2 separate regions of the Zea mays genome follow, and region 2 is linked to region 1. The links are chromatin contacts, called in public Hi-C maps. All regions are on one chromosome and are shown on one strand. The core of a region is the stretch at or near the end of the contact, and the rest is flanking DNA. Distances in the headings are between cores, read along the strand shown. Region 1 holds the start of LOC100501994. Region 2 holds the start of LOC103653477 (transcription factor JUNGBRUNNEN 1).

Evidence for each region. A called contact is a pair of places that touch in the nucleus more often than the background predicts.
Region 2: a Hi-C map of leaf shows a contact between it and region 1, with 4 times the contacts expected there. The contact joins the promoter of LOC103653477 here to the promoter of LOC100501994 in region 1. A contact is called at or near these places in 10 of 25 Hi-C or Micro-C datasets (bundle sheath, ear, endosperm and 3 more).

The regions. Positions count from the first base shown.
Region 1 is chr4:86,531,955-86,536,577 of Zm-B73-REFERENCE-NAM-5.0, reverse strand. LOC100501994 reads left to right here and starts at 2,262. Exons shown (of 9, transcript NM_001196584.2): 1 at 2,262-2,803; 2 at 2,967-3,065. The coding sequence starts at 2,444.
Region 2 is chr4:86,778,649-86,783,271 of Zm-B73-REFERENCE-NAM-5.0, reverse strand. It overlaps LOC103653477 (transcription factor JUNGBRUNNEN 1), which reads right to left and starts at 2,382. Exons shown (of 3, transcript XM_008680371.3): 1 at 2,175-2,382; 2 at 1,717-2,009; 3 at 797-1,636. The coding sequence starts at 2,364. The coding sequence ends at 974.

The sequences.
Region 1 (4,623 bases), core at 1,013-3,512:
TGCCGATGATGGCATCATAACAAGGTATATGAAGAAGCTTAAATGATGTAGTAAACGAGAGCCCCTGATAGGTCCATTCTGCTTTTGTTAATTCAGCCGTACACTGCAACTTGTTGCCATTAGCCACTGTTATTGACAATGCTTGAGCCAATTGATTCACCCCTGTGAGAGAGCTTGCTAGTGACGTGTTAAGAAAACAATGAGAGCTGCCAGAATCTAGTAACATCAACAATTCCTGGCCGAACAGTGAACCCGATAACCAGAAGGTGGACCGAGAGGACTTGGTGGACACAGCTTCAGTAGAAAGAAGTATCATGAAATGTTCTGATGTATCTTCAAATTCAGCCTCTCGCTCCTGGGACTCTAAAGTGAGTAGATCCCAAAGTTCCTGCATCACATGCAACTGGATAGTGGGAGAGCACTTGTGGCCTTTAACCCATTTGTCAGCACAGTATTGACAGAGACCTCGTGCCCGACGGTAAGCGCGGAGGGACGCAACCTTACTGTCAGACGACGAAGGATCTGAAACCGTTGAAGTAGGTCTGTCAGAAGCTTGTGGAGAATGTTTGTCCCAATTCTGATATGATGTAGTCTTCGTTGGAGTCTTGTAAGACAAGTGGGCATCGCCGCGATGGACCTCACGACGACGAGACGACTCCGCCTCCTCCTGGAACAAGGCCAGCGCACAGGCAGTATCCAAAGTACTAGGACGTTGGACTAAAATTACAGATTTAATGTCGTCGCGTAAGCCATCGATAAATCACATGGTATAGTAAAGGGGATTTGTGGTATGTTCATAGGTGACTAACAGATCAACCAATTCACTAAAATAATCGACGTAGTCTTGCACGGTGGAGGTCTATCGGATATGAAAAAGTTTGCGAATCACCAGTTCGTGTTGTTCGCGACCGAATCGGTCTCGAACCAAACGACAGAACTGAACCCACAATAGAGAAGGCAGGCGGGGTTCCACTGATTGGAGCCAGCGGCCAGCCACCCCTTCAAAATACATGGTGGCAACTTTGACCCAGACCATCTCCTCTGTGGCATACATTTCAAAGTATTTTTTCGCAACGTCGTTGCCATAACTTGGGACTTGAGCCATCAAACGTGGGGAATGTAAGTTTGGGCAACCCGCCACCATGTTTGTTCAGAGCCCCTCTGAGATCTACGTCCCCCCACTAAACCCATTTGGTTGAGCAAACGAAAATGTTGTTGAAGGGGGACGCCACATACCCGTGACCGGGTAGCGGCCATCGACAGTTGGATGCCAAGTCCACTATCCCGGAGGTAGCTGTCGAAGTCGTGCCCGAATCTAGGGCCATCAGTGTAGTCGACGGCGCCAGGTGGGCGCCCCGAACGGATCCAGTGGAGGTGAACGCGCCCGGAGTTCCGAGGATGCTGGGCGACATAGCAAGGGAACCGGGGGAACCGAGGACGCCTAGCATGGTGGCGTCGTTGACGCGCGCTCCGTGGGACCACTAGGCATCCATCTTGGCGATCTCGGCGCACATCCAGTCCATGTTCGATTAGAGCGAGTCGATGGAGGAGTCCACTCGGGGATGCCAAAAGTCGAACATCTGCATCACAGACTCGAGAGCGGCGATGCGGTTGCCAGTCTCCGCTTCGAAGTGGTGCAGACGCCCCTACGTAGCGGCATCCGAGGCTGTGAGATGGGCCTCCACATTAGCGCGGAGGGCAGTGGAAAATTCGGTGACGGATCTGGCCGCATCCGTCACCGTGTTCTCCAGGACGGACAATCGCGACTCCCACTTGCTATCCATGGACTGGATACGCTTGTCCAGCTCGGCAAGCAGGGAGCGGGTCTGGTTCTCCAGAGCAAGGGTAAGGGCCGAATCTGAGATAGATGGTGGCGCCATGAGCGGAGGAAGATTGACTGAATCTGATACCAAGTTGTTAGCAGTAGTAGTAGGAGAAGGTAGATGGGGTTTTGGGAATAACAGAGAAGGGAGACGAAGGACGGAAGAATGTTCTTTCTTAGAGTTTCTGTTCATCCATAAAAACCCCCAGCCAGTAACCAGACCAGGTTAAGTACATCACACACGCTGGCCGCTGCATACACAGCAGGTCTACACCCACTCGGGCCCATATACGCGTCTGTTGGGCCGACACACACGACGAGTTGCCACCTCCTGCTTGCTTGGACCATTCGGTATTGCACCCTCTCGCTGTTGTAGCGGCTGGGAAATCTCCTCTATTGGCGAGTTGGTAACACACTATCGCTACATCATATGCTTCTGTCCAAGCTATATAAGCCGCCGCTGTTGTACGCCGCTTCCTCCATCCACTAGCTGCCCGGCCGGCCGGCTAGCGGAGAAACAGCCCGCCCGCTCGCCTCTGCCTCTGCCCCTGCACGCCCAAGATCCTCAGGCCGGGCCGGCCGCGTGGCAGTGCCGCGCGCGCGCGAGAGCGAGAGGGATCCATGGGCGTCTCCGAGGAGGCGGCGCGGGTGTGGGCGGAGCTGCCCGTGCGGGTGGACTGGGCGGCCGCGGCGGCGCAATGCGCGTCCCTGTGGGCGCACGCGCGCGCGCTGCTGGTCGCGCCAGCGGTGCGGGTCCTGGTGCTCCTGTCGCTGGCGATGACCGTGATGATACTGGCGGAGAAGCTGTTCGTCTGCGCCGTGTGCCTCGCCGTGCGGGCGCTCCGGCTCGGCCCGGACCGGCGCTACCGCTGGGAGCCCATCGGCGGCGGAGTCGGAGACGAGGAGGAGGAGTCCGGGTCCGGCCACGGCGCCAAGTACCCCATGGTGCTCGTGCAGATCCCTATGTACAACGAGCGGGAGGTGAGTGAGTGGCCAATGGCATAGCGCAGCACATTGATGAGCTGGTGGTGGCAAGCGGAGTGGGTTAATTGAGTTGAGAGGGAGGGTGGTGACTGATGGAAGTTCTTTTTTTTTTACTATTAATCTCGTGCATGCTGGAATGGATGGATGGATGGCGGCGAAGGTGTACAAGCTGTCGATCGGGGCGGCATGCGAGCTGGAGTGGCCGTCGGAGCGCTTCATGATCCAGGTGCTGGACGACTCCACGGACCCCGTTGTAAAGGTACGTACGCCGCCGTCGCCGACCCTCTTTCTCACCCCGGTCGCCGGACCTTTTTGCGACCTTCGTGGCCAGGCCAGGCCACTGCGAAACCAATCATATATGCATCGAACGAATGGGATCGCCACGTGAATGGTGCACGCGTCTCCCGTCCCCATGCCTTCTGCTCCTACTTGCGCGTCCTCTTGTGGCCGGCAACTGGCCGTTGGCGCTCGCGGTGCGTAGCAGTTGAGGTAGGTTCGGTTAAGACGCGGACCGAGACCGATAGCCAATTTTTTAGTGTAGGAAACTCCGACCATGTCGCCACGGCGGCACTTCGTCCCGTCGCCGCCGGACATTGTACACGCCCGAGCCACGGAGGGCAGTGCACTGCCGCGCGCGGCGCGCCCCGACACAAAGCCAATCCCGTGCCCGCCGCCGGCGACAGCCCACGCGCGTGGATGCAGAGGCCGCACCGCCACGACCACGAGACGAACAGTCACCCCGCCCCCGCCCCCGCCCCACGACGCGCGCGCATGCCCCACCGGCAAGGCAAAGGCCGTACGGCTCACGGCGGCCTGGCGCGTATGGGCGCGAGCCCGCGACAACAACGCCTGCCGGCTGCGCTAGTGCATCAGCCTTTGCACGTATACTGTGCTGCACTGCTGACTGCCGTGCCGATCGATGCGGCGTGGATGTGGGTGCGCCCGCGGGCTGGCGAACCGCCAGCCAATCTAGGCGGTGCCAATCTTAACTCTAACTAAATTCACAATTAAAAAATATATAAATATTATGACTACAAAATAAGCACCACCAACCCATCCTCTTCTTCTCACTGGTACCACCGTCACCGTCAACATATCCTCTTCTCTTCCATCTTTATATCGTAGTGTTAGCATAAATTATATGCACTTATTTAAAGATTTAAATTTTATTATTATTTATTATGGATTTGATTGAAGAATGCTTTTACGAACCGAGTGAGTACCAGAAATTAATTCGCCAGCTGACACACATTTTTAAAAAAAACACCCGCTGACTACTTGTCAATAGAGCTAGATATCGAGCTGGTGAAAAGATGAAAGGGCACATAAGATTTAAGATCTAGAAAGCGACGAACGACGGATTGACGGATTCTATATTCACGTCGATTTAATCGACTTACACATGAACGATTCTAACGAATTCTATATTCATGTTGATTGAATCGAGTGTTAACCTAACAAAAATCGAATTCTGACGACCAGATCCGATTCTAGTCTAGACCGAAACAAACACCCCTACGGCCTGCTGCGCGCCGGTGCACACCAGCGCGCGTACGCGTACCTGCAAAAACGATCGAATCGAAGTGATGCATTTTACAAGGAGCAATAATGAGCAGGACACGACGATGTGGACACCAGCACGTGGATCAACCATACGGATCTGATCTGCTGGATCGGCCTGTACTGTACTCTGGAGTCTGGACTGCACCTTATAGGAGTGGGCATTCGGTTTTTTTTTTCTAAACTTTGGTTTGGTTTTTTGGTTTTAAAAAACTTTGATTTTTCAGACATTAGAAATTGATAGGAGTTTATGCAGC
Region 2 (4,623 bases), core at 1,133-3,632, 250 kb before region 1:
CAGGACAACGACCGAGACACAAACGGCCTAGTTAGCAAGTGTGGTGGACCATTTTCACAAAAAATATCCATAAAATAAATCTAATACCAAAGTTAATATAGTTCATACATCAAATATTAAATTGATAAGAACAAATATTACACTTTAACTTGATCAAAAGATCGATAAAATTAAGAGTTAAAAGGAGATTATGAATTAAAAGGATCTTGATATGAGTTGAAAAAGTCCTAACTTTTTATAGCTCGCTCGGTTGCTCATTTTCCTTCAACTAACAGGGTGATACTATATGAGAGTGCTATGCTACGTTGCCTGTTGTGTTGAACTTGGTTGGTTTTTCGGCGATACTATATGAGAGTGCTATGCTACGTTGCCTGTTGTGTTGAACTTGGTTGGTTTTTCAAGGGGCTAACGTCATACTGGTAGGGAAGAAGCGGGAGAGAGAAATAGACCTACGCCTTATCATGTTGGTTTCTCATAGCCCATATATGAGTTAACGACCCATTGCAAGAAGTGGGGGAGAGGGGGATAGATGTGCACATTGTGCGTGACGCACCGTCAGAACTGATGTTTTAAAGGAGTGAATTACCACTGCCCCAGTAGAAACTAACTTTTTAGGTCACGCAACGCAAGACCACCGTAGACGATGATAGATACTGGCATGTTGATATATATAAAGTATTCAAACTTGCACAGCATTTTCGCACTGAAAGTGCAATATTTTCAGTAGTGTACTGTATGTACAGCACAGGTTCCTTCTGTCTGTTAGCTTTGCTGTTAACAATGCCTAAACCCTCACGGTATGTACACGGCACTCCTAACCAAAACTGAACAAAAACATGTCTCGGCAGCTAACAGGAATGCTAACAGATGAAGGAAGCTCACACTCACACCAGCTATAGACTGTACATGTAACGTGACCTATGAGATAGTACGTAGTGCACAATGCAACTGCTAACAGCCGCAGTCCGCAGCCCTAGCGTGGCAGCTCAGCCTGGACAGCAGCTGGGCTGAGGAAGGACTCCCAGGGTATGCTGCATCTCCACTCCTCCGAAGAATCCGCACCCAGATCAAAAGGGAAGTTGATCCTCCCCGCAGTTTCCCAGTCGCTGCTGTTGGCGCTGAAGCCACTGCTAGGCTTCCCGGTGGACGAGTCCTGGCTCCTGCCGCCGATGCAGCCACTGACGTCGGCAGAAGAATCGACCACGAATCCACCGAGGCGATTGTCAGGGTGCGCGCCGAAGAAGACTGGCGCTGCAGCCCTGTGCGGTGCCTGCACTTCGAAAGGGAAGGTGATTGGGAAATTCTCGGGCTCCTCGGAGGGGCTGCTGGTGAAGTTGATGAGCCTGCAAGAGGCGCCGTCCAGAGATGGGTTGTTGACACCCTTCTGCTGCTGGTGGTGGTGCTGACTATGCAGGCCATGCGTGCTCGTGAACTGGCCTGCGGCGGGTGCAGGCGGCGCTGCTTGCAGTGACAGCGATCTCTCGAGAGCTAACTCTGAAGCCTGCACTGACTGCAGCGCGGCGAACATGTCTGCCTCTGCTGTTGCACCAGGCAGTGGAGGCCCCCAGGTATGCGACAGCGCTCGCTGCGCCATGGAACTGGTCTTCTTGAAGATCCTACAGATAGTCCAGGAGTCCTGTTCGTGGCACAGAAAATTACTTCATTATTCATTCAGAACTCGCCAAAACAGCATTTGGATGAATCGGCAGTACTTACGTTGAGTGGAATGGTCTTGTCGACCGGACGCTTGGGGTCGGTGAGCGAGGGGAGCCTGAACTCGTGCATCATCCAGTCAGTTTTCATCCCTCTCGCCGCTCTCCCTCTGTAGAACACGAGGGACTTCTTGAGGCCCACGCACTTGGTGCCCTCGGACGAGTAGATTGGCCTGTCCGTCCCTGTGGCCTTCCAGAACCCGGCCGCTGTGACTCGGTTCGGCCTCACGCTGTTGCGGTACTTCCGATCCCTTGGGCAGTAGAAGTACCACTCTTTCTCACCGGTGCTCGCAAGCTCTGTCGATGGACAGGAACAGTTGAGACGTCAGAAACGCAGAAGATGCAACATCATTCACCGCTGCCTGATAAGCTCATAGAATGATAGAACTCCAAGACATGATAGAACTCCAAGACATGCATCCACAGAAAGGTCAAGTTCTGAAGAAAGTGGTGTCTTCTTACTTGGGAGATCCCATGGGTCATACTTGTAGATGTCCAGCTGCCTGATAAGCTCGATGGAGATAGGCTTCTGCTGGATCTTCCTCCTGAGGTAGAAACTCACCAGCTCTTCGTCGGTGGGATGGAACCGGAAACCCGGCATGAGGATCTCGTCTGACCTCTGCACGTTGATGTCATTCCTCTCCCCCTCCATGTCTTACACAGACTACTAGAGTGACGAAGCTTGGAGGCGCCCTGCTGCTGCCTACAAACCTACAAAGCCTACTTGTGTAGTATGTATCTTGTGAATGGGTTTCGGGGATGAAGCTGCCGAGGTGAAGACAACAGCCGAGAGCTGTATACTATTGCGCTTGGAAATCTATTACACACCATGTGTATATATATGAAGTGTTGGAATGACTGGATGAGGCCCACCACTCTGAAGATTTTAATAGCCGTATCTACTTCCTTCTCTATTTGAAAGCTGTCATCGCATATTTTAATGGCGGATTAGCGACTCAATAAGGACAATCTAGGAGGAATTACACTGTCTCCGTCCCTTTCGGTTCACACTTTAGAATACCCGAGTACGTAATACGGCAGTCAAAACAATCCTTAAACTAATAAGCAACAGTGCTTCGTTTACCAGCTTGAGCCTCCCCAGGCAAACAGAACGACTGATAAATACACACCCAAGTTCATTTTTTCGGATTCAAATTTTCAACGGGGGTATGGGACTCTTCTCAACTAGTAGTTTTACTTTTATCTGCTGCATGAACTTCAAGATACGTTCCTCCAGTATCTGGATCTAAAAACCCCCTTCAAGATATATTCCTACTTTTTGTCAGTTTGTACTTTGGGATTCCAAAATAATTTGAGTGTGTGTGTGTGTGAGAGAGAGATTCATACAATCATACTACTGCTTGGTTTCTCTTCAGAAACTATTTTCTGTTACATACAGACAGTGACGGCCTGTGACCAGCAGCGTAACTTTATCCATATGTTTATTGACTAGCTACCGTGCGTGCCACTGCGAAGTGTTGGAAGGGAGAGAAGCTTCTTATTCTGATAAGCACAGTTTGCTACACTAAAATTTATTGAAAGGTGAGTTGCCACGGTGGAAATCTGGTCCAGTTTGCCTGTCAACAGTCAGCTTGCTTAACCTTAACCCCCGCATGCTGGCTCTGGCTGGTCCTCCTTCCTTCCACATGGCTGTGCTCATTCCATAGTCCACAAGGCTCCATTTTTTTTTAAAAAAAATACTATATGGGGGCGTGCAGGATTTTTGAGCATGCTAGCACGGTGAACTGGATAGCTATGCTGAATAGGGCCGGTGAGCCGATCCTGATCCTGTAGTTCACACGTAATAATGTAAACACCGGCTGTCTTTGGAACTTTATCCGGTGCGCATTTTTTGCTTCTAAAAACTGCAGAGACAGTAGTACAGAAACGCTTACGATTTTTTTCTTGCATTTGTGTTGTCTATCTTGGTGTGCAGACATAATCGTTTCAGTGTGATTTGGTTGGCTGCACACATCCATCCATACTCTCTAGGTGCATTGACCAAGGGATAGCTCATGTTTGCTTCCCTGCGCATACAACGCCAAGCCTGCAGATACCCATGATAGTTCCGTTTCCAGCGAGTCATGCTCACAAGACTCAAGCCATACTCGACAACCCAACCAATTATGTTAAATGTGAAACACATGTCATACAATACTTGTCCAAATAGGTTGGCCTCGGCACGAAATTCAGATGGCCGTGCTTGGGCCAAGAAACCGGCCCGTGGAGCAGGCGCGACCCATCAGTGAACAATGTGGCCCAATCTGGTCCAGCAGCGGTAGTCATGCTGGGCCAGGCCGAGCAAAGGAGCCCACGGGCGGCCCCATATGACACGACATCCGAACCGTATTGGACCTTGGCATGTCCTCATCATGCCGGTCGAGCGGTTTTTAGGCTGATACGGTACGACACGTCTAAATAGATATCTATATGCTGTACTATAGACTACTGAATATCGTGAATAAGAAGACTATTTTCTTTAGGGTTTCTTTTCCCTTGAGAGAGCATTTTCGCGGTGCTTCACATGATGTTTTAGCCAAAACAGATACTGTTTGACAATGGTTGCGTAGCCCGGTTATAAAATGCTACATCGGGTACGTTGTTTCGGTATAATATCCTGTCTAAAAGGCTGTCTTGCTCCAATAATAGCTAAGATGTAGACGGACGACTATTTAACATTTAAACAACCGGACGTGTAAACTCATTCAGAACTGAAGCGAAAACTTCAATTAGGGCAATCTCATGAGAGCTTCATAAATACTCCCCCGTTCCAAAATATTATTAGTCATTTTACTCTAAATGTTTATGTCTATATTCAAATGTATGAAGATAAACCTAATCACATATATAAAATACATCCATCAAGTATTGTATAAACCTATTAATTAATTAAAAACGAATTTTAATTTGA